Linked DNA regions of Pan troglodytes: all the other regions are linked to region 3. A link is a contact called in public HiChIP or PLAC-seq data. All regions are on one chromosome and are shown on one strand. Each heading gives the region's core, a stretch centred on a gene start, on an enhancer-like site or on the middle of the called end of the contact. The rest is flanking DNA. Distances are from core to core; before and after follow the strand shown.

Region 1 (3,618 bases), core at 853-3,352, 160 kb before region 3:
ACCTCAATCGCTCAGGATTTTAGTTCTGAGCAGGGCAGGACTGCGCCCCAGGACCAGAAAGCCAGTATCCAGATTTACCCCTGGATGCAGCGAATGAATTCGCACAGTGGTGAGTTTTACAGCTCCGAGATATAAATTAAATAAACTGAACTGGCTTTATGACCGGCTTCCCTAGAAGAACGGGCGGAGAGAGTTTTTTATGGCCCCATAAAAACAATCACGCTCGTCTCCTCGCCGAGACAGGGCCCCCTCTTCTGCCCCCTCAGCTCGCCTCTCGCTCGCTTGCAGGGGCCTGGCCCCCTTGGCCCCTGACGGATTGGAGGGCTCCAAGGCGAGCTGAGGGGGCAGGAACAGGGCAGGGGATGAGGGGAGGGAGCAGAAGATAGGGGAGCCCCCCAAAGTGGAGTCAGTCTGAGGAGAAGGGAGGGGGAGAGGAGAGGCAGATAAGTGGGGAGAAGTTTCCAAGGAACTAGGATGCTTGGGGAGATGGGGAAGCCCAGTCCTTGAGAAAGGGGGCCCTCATCCCCATTATCTGGGATTTTTCAAAAATCTGCTTTTAGACTTGCAGCTTTCTGTTTGCCTTTTGCCCCGCCCCCCCGCCCCCCCCCCCACCACACACCTTTCTTTGGGACACACAGGTCCCACCTTATAGGAGGTCTGAAGTTGGGGTCCTCGCTGTACCCCCAGTGGGGGTGGGGCAAGGCAAAAGGGAGAAGGCTAGAGCCCTAAGGAGGCTGTGAGCTGCTGGCTAGGTTGGGAGGGTCAGGACTTTGCTAGGCGAAACAGTCTGCAGAGGACGCTTTGCTGATTGCTTTTAGTGTGTTTTGTGCCCGGATCTTTAGGGGTCGGCTACGGAGCGGACCGGAGGCGCGGCCGCCAGATCTACTCGCGGTACCAGACCCTGGAACTGGAGAAGGAATTTCACTTCAATCGCTACCTAACGCGGCGCCGGCGCATCGAGATCGCCAACGCGCTTTGCCTGACCGAGCGACAGATCAAAATCTGGTTCCAGAACCGCCGGATGAAGTGGAAAAAAGAATCTAATCTCACATCCACTCTCTCGGGGGGCGGCGGAGGGGCCACCGCCGACAGCCTGGGCGGAAAAGAGGAAAAGCGGGAAGAGACAGAAGAGGAGAAGCAGAAAGAGTGACCAGGACTGTCCCTGCCACCCCTCTCTCCCTTTCTCCCTCGCTCGCCACCAACTCTCCCCTAATCACACACTCTGTATTTATCACTGGCACAATTGATGTGTTTTGATTCCCTAAAACAAAATTAGGGAGTCAAACGTGGACCTGAAAGTCAGCTCTGGACCCCCTCCCTCACCGCACAACTCTCTTTCACCACGCGCCTCCTCCTCCTCGCTCCCTTGCTAGCTCGTTCTCGGCTTGTCTACAGGCCCTTTTCCCCGTCCAGGCCTTGGGGGCTCGGACCCTGAACTCAGACTCTACAGATTGCCCTCCAAGTGAGGACTTGGCTCCCCTACTCCCTCGACGCCCCCACCCCCGCCCCCCGTGCAGAGAGCCGGCTCCTGGGCCTGGGGCCTCTGCTCCAGGGCCTCAGGGCTCGGCCTGGCAGCCGGGGAGCGCCGGAGGCCCAAGGAGGGCGCGCCTTGGCCCCACACCAACCCCCAGGGCCTCCCCGCAGTCCCTGCCTAGCCCCTCTGCCCCAGCAAATGCCCAGTCCAGGCAAATTGTATTTAAAGAATCCTGGGGGTCATTATGGCATTTTACAAACTGTGACCGTTTCTGTGTGAAGATTTTTAGCTGTATTTGTGGTCTCTGTATTTATATTTATGTTTAGCACCGTCAGTGTTCCTATCCAATTTCAAAAAAGGAAAAAAAAGAGGGAAAATTACAAAAAGAGAGAAAAAAAGTGAATGACGTTTGTTTAGCCAGTAGGAGAAAATAAATAAATAAATAAATCCCTTCGTGTTACCCTCCTGTATAAATCCAACCTCTGGGTCCGTTCTCGAATATTTAATAAAACTGATATTATTTTTAAAAGTTTATACCGGGAATTCTGTTAATTCGCTCGCCCGCCGGCCTCAGGGTGAGAGCTGGAGCAGGCTCCAAGCGCTCCCGCGCCTGCCGGCCCCCTGCAAGCCCCCAGCCCTCTGCACTCGCCTTCCCCGGAGCCCAGGCGCCCAGCCCCGGCCTTCTGTTCGTTCTCGCGATCGCACTGAGGGGCTGGGAGGCCTCTCTGGGCTCCCTGCGCGGAGCAACACACACACCCTGCGGGAAAAGGCCGCGTAGGATTTTGTTGCGGGGGGGAGCCGGGATCAGTCGGTTTGGGCACCAACTCCACGCAGGCCTTTCTTCCTGCCTGTGGCAGCCGGTGTCCTCGGCGTCCGAACCCCGAGGCGCCCCGAAAGACCAGTAAAGAAGCACTATCCAGGCACCAGGGTCTCCTCCACCCACTCCCGGGAGTTGGAGGCGGGGGGCGCCGTGAGAGCAAGCCCCAGGCCCGCGCCAAGCTGGCTGTTGCGAAACGTGGCGGAGGCGGAGAGCGGAGGGAAAGAGAAGACCGCGGGACTGGAGCCCTGTCGGCAGGGATTGAGCGATTCAAGGACATCTCGAGAGAGAAAGCCTGGAAACTGAGCTCTCGCCTGCTCTGGGACTCCTGACGTGGCCGGGACAAAATTCCTTCTTCATTACAGCTCCAGCCGGGCTGGTTCCTTACTTTTCTCTCCTCAAACGGCTGAAGAGGCGGGTGAGGAGCGCAGCCGGACCCTAACCATTTATCAACCCTGGCCTTCTCTCTCCAAGCCTGGCCAGAGAAACCTGAGTGGGCCTACAGGGAGAGGTGTTGAGGGGGGTCTCCGGAGGGAAAAAATCCGCCAGAGTTTTCCGGGCCCTTCAGATTCCCTCCAGCGCCCCCACCCTCGCCTCCAGTGCCTCCACCAGTGAGGAGGGGGCCTTCTCCTGGCGGGGCGGAGATTTCCTGGGAAGAAGCAGGCAGGGAAGTATGAGACTTGGGGCTACGGGGGAAGAGGATGGGGCCGAATGGCTGCAGATACCCTGCGAAGGCTACCCAGGCGCCTGCCCTGCCCACCCCCCAGGTCCGCCCCATTCCTCTTGGTAGCTCAGAAATTGCTCTCTTGTGGACCTTATGGATTCAGGTCCCTGGAAAGCCTAGCCCAGAGACCTTTCCCCCAAAGGGCACATAACGGGCCTTTTCCTCTGCCATGCTCACGTAATATTTGTGGAGGCTTCAATCTTGCTTCTCCATGTCCTCAATTAACATCTGTTTTCTGTCTAAAACCTCTGGCATAGGTACCACATAAGGATCGCACACAGGGAGACAGAGCAGTCCTCTAGACCATTGTCTGGCTCTGTCCGTGTCCACACACACACTTGAAAATTGCCTTGTTGCCACTCTGGGGACCCTAGCATGGTGAGGTCTAGCCAACTCCACCTGGCTCCTCACCTCCAGATCCATCCCAAACAGCCTGCATCACCCTCAGCTTCATGACCCCCCTATCTTGTTCTGACCACTCAGGATCCCTCCTCCTGGGCGTCCTGTCTACCTCTTCAGAAGCTAATTCTACTTTCTCTTGCTGATAGGCACCTCTTCAGCAGTAGTGGGGCCTTAGGGCCTGAGAGGCAAGGGACTTCTACC
Region 2 (3,312 bases), core at 141-2,640, 180 kb before region 3:
AACTTAGAAAACAAAAGAACAGCAGTCCTGGGGCAACTCCCTTCCGGGGAATCTCTCTCTTGAGCACCCATCTGGAGGTTCCTTCCTCCCACTTCCCACCTTTGGGGCAAGCCTGGGACCTCTTGTTAGCTTTTTCCCAGCCGGACTGCATTGGACCAAATGGACGCGAGGTGGCGCTGTTGCTCAATGTTAGAGGCGGCGGTGCCCCGGGCCGCCCTGGCCGCACTGACATTTGAGGCCCGGCCCGCAGCCGCTGCGAGAAGGCCCCGCGCCTCGGCCGGCCCGGCCCCACTGGCTCTGAGCAAATCAATCCTCTCACCTGCGAGGTGTAAATAATTCGCGAGTGGCAGCGGGAGATGGGCCCTCGATCTGGCAGCGGGCTCGGAAGGCTCAGGAGGGCAGGCATTAAAAATAATCGCTTTGTGGAGGAGATAAGTGCAAAGCAGGCAGCGCGTAATTAACACAAAAAGGCAGAATGACCCGGACAAACGAACATAAATCCGTGGTACCTATGAGGGCGGTGCAGGCCTCGGGGAGAGGGACAGAGACGGCCTCGGCGAGGATGGCTGCTTTCGGTTCCTTTATTTCCAGGCTCGGGGAGCGAAATAAACCAGATAACGTGTAAAAGAAAGCAAACAAACAAATGAAAGAACGGTGAGGGACCCCCAAAAGGGGAAACCAAGTCCGGCCAGGGGTTGCGGGACTGGTGGGCTCTCCGGGCAGGCGGCGGTGGCGGCACACTCGGGACAGTCGCATTCCAAGACACAAAGGCCCGGAAGAATAGCTCTCTGGCAGGGTTTTCGCTGGACCATAAAATGTCGAAATATCCCCCCACCCCACCCCCTAAATGATAAGGCGCAGGCCCCAGAGCGGATCCAGCCCTCTGGGCCTCCTTTTTCCAGGCTGGGAAGAGAAAGTATTTATGACAGTCTCCAGTGACCCAGATGCTGGGAGCCCAGAGTCCACTCTGTTCATCGCAGCACCCGAAGAGCAGGCTCAGAAAAGGCAGGGCTGGAGCCAAGGCTGAAGCGAGCTGTGGTACGGGTAGAGACGCCCTGTCCTGACCCCCACTGTTCTGGACCCTAGGGAGGCCTGCAGCCCTGGCACAGCCCTCTTCTGACCCTTCCCTCGTGCTGCTCCAATGCCAGAGTTCTGGGTGTCTAAGAGTTTGGGCAGCTCCTGAGATGGGGGTGGGATTCCCCAAATGCAGGGGATCCTGGAGGGAGCTCTTGCTGCCTGCACCAGTGAATCTCCTTTGGGAATTTGACAGAGAGTGGCCATTTCCCCAGCAATTACTTAGATAATAGGGGGACTGGGTTGGGTGGGAGGAGGTGTTCATTCTCTCTAAACCATCCTGCCCTGAACCGCCATTCCTTCTTCCATCTCCAGAGCTGGGCTCCGGATGGGGAAGGAAAAGGTCTGGTTGCCTAACCACCTCCTTCCTCATCCAACCCTGAAACCCCCAGGATGTGGAAGAAAAACAGGTAGCATTTTGCTTTCATAATATGCATCTGTGTTTGTCAGGCATGTGTGCATGTGTGCCTGGGTGTGCACATGTGCGTACAGTGTCTGTGAGGTGGCAGGGATGCTTCCAGGCATGTGTGTGCTAGTTTACACTGAGCATGGACTTGATGTGTCTCAGGGTGAAAAGTAGCACGTACAGTGTGTGTGTGTCCTGAGTGTGCTCTAGGATTTCCTGGGTGTAACAGCCTCACACCCTGGTGAGGGAGAGGACTGGAAAAATAATTCTTACTCATCTTTTTCATTCATATGCACACAGCATGCATGTATTCTCACCTTCTCCCTTTTTCTCTCTGTCTGTGTTAAGCCCAAATCACTGTACACACTTATGGCCAGAGAAGGGTGCTGATGGACTAAGGTTCTTTAATCCATTAGAATTAACTTGAATGTATTCAGTCTTGGGGATGGGGGAACCCTCCAGAGAAAGTGTGGATAAATATTTAAAGAGTGTCTGTTGTTGATAGTTCCCATCCACATCCTGGCCTGGGCAGCCTGCCTGGGGAAGAGGGAGCTGCAGTGAAGCCAGGGGCCCCACCAGGCTGAGCTGGCATTTCCTATGGCATGGGGGTATGTGGGGACAAGTAAGAGGCCTGCTCCAGTCCCCTCCAACTCAGATGCAAATAGTCTCCTAAGAAGAAATGTCCTGAATCAGCCCAGCTAGAAACCAGGGACACACAGCTGCCCTTTCCTTTTAGTCTCCATAAGCAGCTTTGCTCTCAGAGCCCCTAGCCAAGCTTGTGGCCATTGCCTGGGTTTCCTGCTCCATGCAGGGGCTGGTGTCTGAAGGGGCAGTGTGGCCCTGACTGGGTATATGGAGTTTTCCCCAGCCCCACCTCCTCTGACCCTCTCCTCTACCCATAGCAGGTAGCAAGAGAGTCTCCTGGATCTAAGGAAGGAGACAGAACAGCTTCGGACCCTGGGGAGGGGCCAGGGGATGGAGGGTCTGATGCCTGAAGTATTTGGGGGTATGGTGTGCTTGTTCCTCCTCAAAGTCTCCAGACTTAGGGACCCCCTAGGAAGCCCATCTTTTGGGTTAGGGGCCCTGCTCTGGCTTGCAGGTATTCATCTCCTTGGAGGTCTTATACCTGTTGAGGTAACCTGGGTTGACCTGCTGGCTCAGGTATCTCTCTCTCTCTCAGAAGAAGGAAAAGAGAAGCGAGGCTGGGGGCGAGAGGCACCTTCACATCTAAATTCGTACCCTGGAAAACTGGCCCCAGCCATTAGCTGGGGCTGGCTCACCACCCCCTACACACACCACACACCCCCATCCCTCCCCCTCTCCTCCCCTCCCCTTCCTCCAGGTCCCCCCAGCCCTGTACCCCTCAACCCCCGCCATCTCTCTCTCTCTCTCTCTCTCTCTCTCTCTCTCTCTCTCTCTCGCCTGTCTTCATGTCGTGGATTGATGAACGCGAATCGCGTGTAAGCGCCGCCACCGCCGGGAGTCTGAGGAATTCGCCTGGGCTGTTAAAGGAAAGAGCTAAGTGAGAGAGCGCGAGCTCTACCTACCGACAGTGAGGAGCGCCGCCGCCGCCGCCGCCGCCCGCTCGCCGCCCGCCGCCGCCGCCCGCGCCCCAGCCCCGGGAGCTCTGCTGATCCGGCCGAGCTCAGCACCGAAGCGCCCCCCAACCTGCCCAGCCCCCAGCCCACCAGCCCAGCCCAGTCCCGGGGAGCCAGCTGGCCTGGGGTTCGGTCCCGGGGGGAGGGGAGTTTCGGGGGTACCGGGCGGGGTACTCGTGAGCCAGAGGGGAGGGGGCCGCGGGTTTTCATGTACCCAGCATGAGCTCCTACTTC
Region 3 (3,223 bases), core at 92-2,591:
GGAAGTCAATTGATTTGAATTCTACTCCTGTTTCATCTCTAAGAAGGTTCTCTTGAGCAACTCATTTAACTCTCTTCTCTATGGAAAATCACATACTCCATCCAACCTACCACCTGTTAACTCATTTATTTTTTTCAATACTTATGAGTCTCTTACATGACAGGCACTGCAGCAGTCTCTTGATGAGGAAGAAATCCAAAAAGAGTAAAATGTAGGCCAGGCTTTCCGTAAGCTCATAATCTGCTGTGAGGGCAAATAAACAACTAACTGTAATACAGTGTGATGTGAGCTTTAATACCCGGAACAAAACACTAACAGAACCCAAAGGAGGAACTTGTAAGTTCTACCCAAAGTCGCCCCAAAAGCCAGAGGCTTAAGAAATGTAGATATTTTATAAAATACGGTGTCATACTACATTAAGCACAAAGACAGCGGAGTTGGACCAAGCGATAAGGCTGACCACCAAGGGCCGACTTCAGACTGATGTCAGACTTCTCTGACATCAAATCCTGGAAGTGAGGAAGGAATCGAAATCACATATGCACTCCCCTGTCCTTTGGAGGCACTCTGGGAGTCCAAGGGACAATAATAAATATCCTTAAACGAAATAATAATAATAATAATAATAATAATTAATAATAATAATAATAATAATGCATAGGCCGGGCGCGGTGGCTCACGCCCGTAATCCAAGCACTTTGGGAGGCCGAGGCGGGCGGATCACGAGGTCAGGACTTCGAGACCAGCCTGACCAACATGGTGAAACCCAGTCTCTACTAAATACAAAAATTAGCCGGGCATGGTGGCGCGCGCCTGTAATCCCACCTACTCGGGAGGCTGAGGCAGGAGAATCGCTTGAACCCAGGAGGCGGAGGCTGCAGTGAGCTGAGATCGCGCCATTGCACTCCAGCCTGGAAGTCAGAGCAAAATTCCGTCTCAGAAAAATAAATAAACAATAATAATAATAAAGCATAAACTCAAAAAGAGCATTTCATCTGGTTCCAAAGGGGCCGACTACTAAGGCACCATACAAAACCTCCGGGGGCGCCCGCTGGCTCCGGCCGACTGGAAAGCCTTGATCCTGCAGACCTCCCAGGCGGTTTCATAGGCTGGGCTCTCCCTGCACTGAGTCTTACCCCATACGGAGGGAGGGACCCCAAAACATAGAAATTCTAACCACCCTCTCGGCTCAGCCCCGACGACCCTGGGAGCCGTCAACTTGCCCCCACAGTCCCGGATTCCCAGCCCCCTACTTCCTCACCTGGTCCAGCTCCCCATCCAGTTTCCGGTTCCTTTCCCCCACCCCAAACCCAACCCCCGGCGCTAAGGACAGTGGGAGTCGTAGTCTACATTGTTTAGGGAAGGAGATTGGCGTACCCGCAGCCACTTCCGCCGGAAATGCTCCAATCCCGGAAGGCGCGCTAAATTAGCCCTAAATATCGCTGGGAATTGTAGTTTAATCTTTCCATCAGCGTTAAATCAGGAAGTCTTGAGAAGTGAAAAGCCACAGCCTGTAAGTACCTAGGAAATCCTGGGTTCTATCCCTAAAGGGCATCGCCCTTCCAAAAGTTCATTCACTATTTTCCCGAAGGGATTGCAAATCAGGAAGCTTCAACCATCCCCAATCCCTCACCCACCTGAGGGTATTAACAATAGCTAAAGACCATTTCTAGGCCCCCTGCCACCCTGGGTATAAGAGGCTTCTCCTTTGCAGCCTGCCATTACTTATATAGAACATCCACGAAGACATTTCTGGTAGCTCCTAACAACTTTTTAGCAAGGAGCATCCCCCATTACTGTCCAAGCCCATCTCCAGAGTGTCACCATTTTGACTTCTTTCTCTGCCTTGCTATCTGCCCAACCCTATAACCTCAGTATTAGTCAAGAGTTTTCCAGAGAACAGAACTAACAGGATATCTATCTATATGACGAGATTTATTCCAAGAATTGGCTCACAGGATTGTGGAGGCCAAGAAGTCCCACAGTCTCCCGCTCTGCTGTCTATACACTGGAGAACCAGGAAAACAGGTGGTATAATTCAGGAAAGTCCAAAGCAGGGGAGGGGGCTCACTGCTAAATCCCAGAGCCTGAAGGACGAAGAACCAGGAACTCCAATGATGTCCAAAGGCAGGTAAAATAGATGTCCCAGCTCATGAAGAAAGAGAATTTGCCTTCCTCCACTCTTTTGTTCTACTGGCCCCCAAGGGATTGGATGGTTCCCACCCATATTAATGAGGGTGATCTTCTTAACTCAGTCTACCAATTCAAATGCAAATCTCTTCCAGAAACACTCCACAGACATATCCAGAAATAATGTTTTACCGGCTATCTGGGTGTCCCTTAGACCACTCAAGTAGACACATAAAGTTAGCTATCACTCTTCCATCCAAATCTTCTCCCTCAAATACTTTGTCCAGGAAGGCTTCCCTGATCAATCCTCATCCCATGGCTGCACCTAACAGTCCATTCCCCCACCATTCCCCCATCCCAATATCTATGTCCAAATCTGTCCTATTCCTAGTTTTGTTCTTGTGCTCTATCTGGGTCTGGTTCTGTGTCCTGACTCTAAAACTTTCATTAGACTGGGAACCCCCTAAGGTTAGTTATCTTCTATATTCCTCCCACCCCACAATCTCCACACACCTTAGCACAGCCAAGGCTCTAATCACAGAAGCAAGGTCTCCCTGTGAGTGGTAGAAAAGGAGACCTATAAACCCCAGAACAGGAAGAAGTGAGAGAAAAAGGATGCTATTCCCTTCCCAGGACTTGTCTGATCTCCTATCAACAAAAACTTAATGGGTGCAGTAGGAGCTTCAGGGAGCTGTGAGCAGTGACCTGCTGACATCAAGGGTGAGAAACTACCCTGACCCTTGCAAGACTTTGGAAATGGAATTAATCATCCACCTCATGAAGCCCATAATTTCCTGAGCTTTAATTTTTACCAGATCCTCTCCCTCTCTGTGTCTCTCTCTGCCTGTGTTATTTGCCCCTCTCTACTTATGTAAATTTATCTCTATTTCTAGTCTCTTGTGTAGCTTTCTCTCTGTATCTGCAGGTCTCTGTCTCCCTCTGTGAACATCTCCCTGTTTCTGCTTCTTACCCTAGAATGACTGGAATAAGAGAATCTGAGCTTCTAGAACAAGTTCCCCCATCTCTGTGTGTCTATGTATTTCTGTGTTTCTGACCAAAAATAAGGTGAGGGGACCTCATTGTGGTGTCATCT

The links. HiChIP or PLAC-seq counts read pairs in DNA pulled down with a chosen protein or histone mark.
Region 1: a contact with region 3 is called in an H3K4me3 HiChIP or PLAC-seq map of stem cell-derived excitatory neurons, with 18 times the contacts expected there. The contact joins the promoter of HOXC5 here to the promoter of SMUG1 in region 3. A contact is called at or near these places in 1 of 7 Hi-C or Micro-C datasets (a lymphoblastoid cell line) and 1 of 1 datasets of contacts at active chromatin or transcription factors (stem cell-derived excitatory neurons).
Region 2: an H3K4me3 HiChIP or PLAC-seq map of stem cell-derived excitatory neurons shows a contact between it and region 3, with 6 times the contacts expected there. The contact joins the promoter of HOXC8 here to the promoter of SMUG1 in region 3. A contact is called at or near these places in 4 of 7 Hi-C or Micro-C datasets (blood, induced pluripotent stem cells, a lymphoblastoid cell line and 1 more), 1 of 1 datasets of contacts at active chromatin or transcription factors (stem cell-derived excitatory neurons) and 1 of 1 other capture datasets (stem cell-derived neural stem cells).

Annotation. Positions count from the first base shown.
Region 1 is chr10:41,831,139-41,834,756 of NHGRI_mPanTro3-v2.0_pri, reverse strand. It overlaps HOXC5 (homeobox C5), which reads left to right and starts at 2,102. Exons shown (of 2, transcript XM_016923290.4): 1 at 2,102-3,618. HOXC6 (homeobox C6) reads left to right here. Exons shown (of 3, transcript XM_063785575.1): 2 at 1-109; 3 at 843-2,003. The coding sequence ends at 1,150.
Region 2 is chr10:41,854,224-41,857,535 of NHGRI_mPanTro3-v2.0_pri, reverse strand. HOXC8 (homeobox C8) reads left to right here and starts at 1,390. Exons shown (of 3, transcript XM_003313642.7): 1 at 1,390-1,484; 2 at 2,946-3,312. The coding sequence starts at 3,298.
Region 3 is chr10:41,670,361-41,673,583 of NHGRI_mPanTro3-v2.0_pri, reverse strand. SMUG1 (single-strand-selective monofunctional uracil-DNA glycosylase 1) reads right to left here and starts at 1,341. Exons shown (of 5, transcript XM_009425239.4): 1 at 1,262-1,341; 2 at 157-243.